Linked DNA regions of Mus musculus: region 2 is linked to region 1. The links are chromatin contacts, called in public Hi-C maps. All regions are on one chromosome and are shown on one strand. Each heading gives the region's core, a stretch centred on a gene start, on an enhancer-like site or on the middle of the called end of the contact. The rest is flanking DNA. Distances are from core to core; before and after follow the strand shown.

What was found. A called contact is a pair of places that touch in the nucleus more often than the background predicts.
Region 2: a Hi-C map of bone marrow-derived macrophages shows a contact between it and region 1, with 18 read pairs. The contact joins two enhancer-like sites. A contact is called at or near these places in 2 of 39 promoter capture datasets (the 3T3-L1 cell line and hippocampal neurons), 8 of 484 Hi-C or Micro-C datasets (bone marrow-derived macrophages, cerebral cortex, embryonic fibroblasts and 4 more), 9 of 115 datasets of contacts at active chromatin or transcription factors (craniofacial prominence, embryonic basal ganglia, embryonic forebrain and 6 more) and 1 of 9 other capture datasets (embryonic stem cells).

Annotation. Positions count from the first base shown.
Region 1 is chr9:61,348,467-61,351,166 of GRCm38.p6, reverse strand. Gm39349 (a long non-coding RNA gene) reads right to left here. Exons shown (of 5, transcript XR_870815.2): 5 at 2,439-2,700. Among named protein-coding and RNA genes, the nearest start is that of Gm39349, 10 kb to the right of the region's middle. Within about 2 kb of position 1,251, at least 39 of the 459 cell types and tissues checked have an H3K27ac peak or open chromatin away from gene starts, as enhancers often do. A contact at or near this core is called in bone marrow-derived macrophages, where this site is marked.
Region 2 is chr9:60,954,503-60,957,202 of GRCm38.p6, reverse strand. No RefSeq gene overlaps it. Among named protein-coding and RNA genes, the nearest start is that of Gm5122, 61 kb to the left of the region's middle. Within about 2 kb of position 1,347, at least 1 of the 459 cell types and tissues checked has an H3K27ac peak or open chromatin away from gene starts, as enhancers often do. A contact at or near this core is called in bone marrow-derived macrophages, where this site is marked.

The DNA.
Region 1 (2,700 bases), core at 2-2,501:
AGAAATGCAGCCTCTGGCAACAGAAGGGAAAGAGAAGGTTAGGCTCTGTGCTTTGGGGAGAATGTCCTAGGACTTTGGAGGGGACTCGGGACTTCAGTCAGGAGGTGTAGGCCTCAGCAGAGAGCTAGGTCTCACATAAAAGTTTCTGTCTCTCTCACCTTTGTCTTAAGGCTGAGGGTAGTGGTGGCACATGACTGTTCACATGAATTAGTTAGCGGCAGAGGGCATCAGGTGCTCTGACCTGCTATTGTCTGCCTTGTCCCCTTGAGACAGGGTCTCACTGAGGCTGGAGCTCCCAGTTGAGGGTTGTGCTAGTTGGGAATCCCTGGTTTCCACTCTCCTCAGTGCTAGAGTTACAAGAGGGTCACTTGGCTTCCACATAGGTCCTGGGGATTTGAACTTAGGATCTCATGTGTGAACATTAGACACTCTTATCCACCAAGCCATCTCCCAGTGCTCAGAACTAAGTTTCTGTTCACCCAACTCTGACTCATTTCCCAAGGAAAATTTTCGCAGTTCAGGGTTATGGGCAGGCATATCAAGGAATCTTCCTGATTGGCGCACTGACTTCAGAATGCAGCTCTTTCTCTCTTGTGCTGAGGATAGCCCTCTACTGAAGGTAGGTAGTATCCGTGAGTGACCTTCTGCTGTGACATTTGTCCCTGCATTGCTGACTATGCACATGGTCTTCCCAGCCTTTGTCCACACCTTCCCTCCTTTCGAGTCACCTCTTCTCATATACTGGGTCCGATCATCATCCATTCTATGAAGGCTTTCTCTTCTCACCACAATCAGTAGGGACCCAGAGAGTAAGTGTGGAAGGAAAAGAGAAAAAGGGGGCAGAGAGAGCATTTGGAGCTACCTGGATGTTTGTCACTAGGCATGCATTGAGCATCCAGTACCATGTGCTGTGCGGAACTTGCTGAATGTGCACATTCCCAGTCCCCTCACCACGCCCCAGCAAAGGATTTCATTCCTACTCAGCTTTAAAGGTGTGTGTGTGTGTGTGTGTGTGTGTGTGTAGGGACAGTGTGTGGAGGACAGAAAACAACTTTTTGGGGTTGGTTCTCTCCTTCCGCCTTTTTTGAGTTCCAGAGCTTGAACAGATGTCACCGGGCTGGCCCCGCCAAGCTCTTTCACCCACTGAGCTGTCTTGCGGGTTTTCATTCTCCTTTTAAAGCCCATGCTGTGGTAGCAACTGCACTACACTCCTGCTTCTCCTTCTGGGCACTGGGTGGAATTTCACTTCTTGACCCAATGTGCTTAGGTGGAGCCATGGGAACAGTTCCAGACAATGATGTGTGAGAGGAAGTGGCCATCATTCTAGGGTGACGAGTGCTTCCTGTTTCTTCCTGCATGGTGACAGGCCAGCAGTGCTTGAAGAGGTGGCTGTTTTCCCCAACTTTCGCCAAGTGCCTCCCGACCTAGGATACACATAGAATACTAGTGAGCAAGAAATCCAATTTGATGACTTACCACAGAGGTCTGGACTTGTTTTATCCAGCCCATGCTGACCAAAGCATGGTTAGTGTTGATCGTTGCCATGACAAGATTTGGAATTACCTGGAAAGGGAGTCTCAGTGAGAGATTGTGTAGACCAGAAAGGCCTTTGGGCATGACTGTAAGGGTTTTTCCTTATGTGGGTGAACTGAGATGGGAGGTTCCACCCTGAATGTAGGCCACACCGTATATCATGGGCTGGATGGCCCCTGGACTGAATAAAAAGAGAGATGGAGTGGAATGTAAGCATCCCATAACTGCTTCTTGACTGTGAATACAACGTCATGAGGTGCCTCGAGCTCTGACTGCTGGGACCCTCAACCTCCACATGATTGAGCTTAGTCAGTCTTCTCTCCAGTAAGTTGCCTTCATCAGGGTATTTATCATAGCAACCAAACCCCAAAACCAAACCCAAGCCTTGGGAGGATCTGAATAGCTCTGGGAATGAGGTAGCATTGATTAAACACTTCTACTGAAAGGTGAGGGGGGCCAAGCAACTGGGCTCAGTGTTGTTGCCTCAAAGATGCAAGGCATGGGTCTCTTTTGGTCCATCTGGAAGGATCAGCCCTGAAACTTGTGCTTGGTCCACACAGAAACCTTTTGGCTAGCCTGCCCTGTGCATCCACAGTGGCCCCACAGGACAAGGCAGGGCAGGGCTGGTGGGAAGAGAGGGCTCCCAGGAGGGCCTTTCCCTATCTATGCTCCCCCCCACCCCGTCCCCCCCCTCCGTGGGCTTCCTTGTCTTTTTAAATGACCATGAAACAGCTCGAAGACAAGTGCCAGCTAACAAGGTTAAAGGAGCCTTAAAAACAAATGACGCCACCCCCCCACACTCAATTCACTGCTGAGTAAAATTTGTCACTTCAGTAAGCATTTTATTGGTAATTACAGAGTTACTTTATTTGCATATTACAGAGCTGTGAGCAGCCCTGGCGAAGATGTTTAGTGTCCCTGAGCATCTTGGAGGGAATTACTCAACCCAGACAGGGAGAATTCAGTAATTATTCCCTTAAAACGGGAATTTGCTAATAACTTTGCAGTAGATCACTTTATTTTTTACTACCCAATAAAGCAATTAAATAATAAGCAATTAAGTGCCAAAGTGACTCTGCAGAAGACCTGGCCCAAATCTGGCCTCTGTTGCATTTTGAAGGGGCAGTTAAGTCTAGCTTCAGGAACACCAGAATCAGGAACCAGAAA
Region 2 (2,700 bases), core at 98-2,597, 390 kb after region 1:
TCTTTAAGTGTGCATGTGTGTGTGTGTTTGTGTGTGTGTGTGTGTGTGTATGCAATGTGTGGGCACATGTTTGTGTGTGCATGTGTATGTACTTGTGCATACAGTAGCCACAGGTCAGCAGTGGCTATCTTCCTCAGCTGTTCTTAGTTTTTCTGCTGAGTCAGGGTCTCTCACAGGTTAAGGCTGACTGGCCATGGAGCCCCTGGGATCGCCTGTCTCTGCCTCCCAGTTCAAGAAGTGCAGAACGTAGGCCAGCTTCCCTGGCTTTTTATGTGGATGCTGAGGGTCCACACTCAGGTCTTCTTGCTCTCATGGCAAGAACTTTAACCACAAGCCATCTCTCCAGCCCAATGTTCATCTTCACCAAACTTTATTCTGCTGGCAGTACTTCTCTAAGGATTAATAGATAAAATGTGACTGTAACTGCAATGGAATAAACTATGGTGTGGTTCGATTTCTAAAACATGATACTTTGAGAGTTGAAAACTACAATTTTTTTTTCAAATATGATTTCAGTCAGTTATCCACTCTCCCAAATTTTCCTAATTGCTAAAAAACTAAGCAGAAAATTAAACATGACAATTAATGAATACAAATTATTTTTATTTTGTATGTGTGCAAGAGGAGGGGGTCCAGGAGAGCCATAGTGTGTGCCTGGGGCCAGAGGACAAAGCGTAGCCGTCAGTTCTCTCCTCTACCACGTGGGTACTGGGCTTGAACTCAGGTCCCCCGGCTTGGCAGCAAGTGCCTTTACCCACTGAGCCCTCTCACTGATCCAATAGCAAAAAGAAAAAGAAAAAGAAAAAGAAAGCAGCCATTTCTGCAGCTTTTGGATTGACTTATTTTTAACTTTCATTTTTTACTGAAACATATCCTCATACAATACATTCTGATCACACTTTTCCTAAATCCTCCCAGATCCTCCCACCTCCTGACCTACCAAGCTCCGCGCCATTTCTTTCTCTCTTTAAAACAAATAACTCCCCCCACAAAAACCTACAAGAAACACACACATACAAAACCCACGGTGTTGAACAGAATACAAAAAGTGCCCAAGCAAAGCAAAATGAGACCAAAAAAAAAAAAAAAAAAAAAAAGTCTGCAAAAATATCATTGAGTCTGTATTGTGTTGCGTATCCTGCTGGGCATGGGGCTTGTCCTGAAATGTGGGTAACATACCAAGTGAGAGCCCGTTGATGAAAACGTAGCAATGACTGTTAGCCCTTGTCCACGTCCCCTCTCAGCACTGGGGCCCATCTGGCTTGAACCCATCTAGGCCCTATGCAGGCTGCCCCAGTCTTAGTGGGTCATGTGTGCATCAGTCTGGCTGTGTTTGGATGACTGTTTCCTCTCTGGCTCTACAACTTTTTTGCTTCCTCTTCTGCTTAGCTCCCTAAGCCCTGGGAGAGAGGGTGATGAAGTCATTTCATCTAGGACAGATGTTCCAAGGTCTCTGACTCTCTCCACATTGTCCAGTTGTGAGTCTCTGCGTTAGTTCTTATCTTCTACAGGCAGAAGTCTCTCTGTTGATGGCTGAATGAAGCATGGATGTATGGACACAACAGAATGTCATTAGGGGTCATTTTATGGCAGTTTTCCTTTAGCAGAATAATGGTGTTTGGTTTTCCCTACATCTCTAGACTATTCAGCCTCAGTTCTTGGCCACCCATGCAATGTCAAGCACAGATTCTGTGGTAGTTTGAATATGCTTGCCCCAGGGAGTGGCACTATTAGGAATTATGGCCTTGTTGGAGTAGGTATGGCCTTGTTGGAGGAAGTGTGTCATTGTGGGGGGTGGTCTTTGAGACCCTCCTCCCAGCTGCCTGGAAGTTAGTGGCCTTTGGGCCAAGATGTGGACCTCTCAGCTACTTCTCCAGCACCATGTCTGCCTGCATGCTGCCATGCCTCCTACTACAATGATAATGGACTAAACCTTAGAAACTGTAAGCAACACCCAATTAAATGTTTGCCTTTGTAAGAGTTGCCTTAGTCTTGGTGTCTCTTCACAGCAATAGAACCCTAACTAAGACAGGTTCCATTTCATGAAGCGGGCCCTAAATACAATCAGTTGTCCTTCCCATGTCCTCCTTCCCTCTCCCTTCCATCTCCTTCCCCATTTAGCCCTCCTGCTCTAATCTTCCTATTTCTACATAGCTATATATTCTATTTCCTCTTTCTTGAGAGATCCACCTGCCTCACCCACCAACCCACCTACTCTAGTCCCTTACCAATACTTAATTTCTGTGATTATGTGAATTATAACATGCATATTGACACTGAAAGCTAACATCCACATATAAGATAGCACAAATCTTAACCAAAGGTGCTTTTCCTAATCATTGCAAATTCTCAAATTACTATCATATATTAAAGACTTGGATACAAATAAGGGAACTCACAATTCTAACACTTGATGCCCATCTCATCGACGATAGGACATATCACATCCACCACCGCTTGAGCTTTGCAGATAGATGGACATTTGAGAGCAATACAAATTGTTCCCTGTTGTGATATTTGCTGCAGTGTGGGCTGGTACTGTGAAAACCATGTTAATTCTTATCTCCGGAGCCAGAAACCGGAACATGAAGAGAAACAAGAAAATGAATGTTTGGCACAACTGGGAAGCAATAATTTGCTATACAAGAATCTATTGCGCTCAAGCTGAGAAGAAGGGCGTGACAGGTTAATTAATTCGCC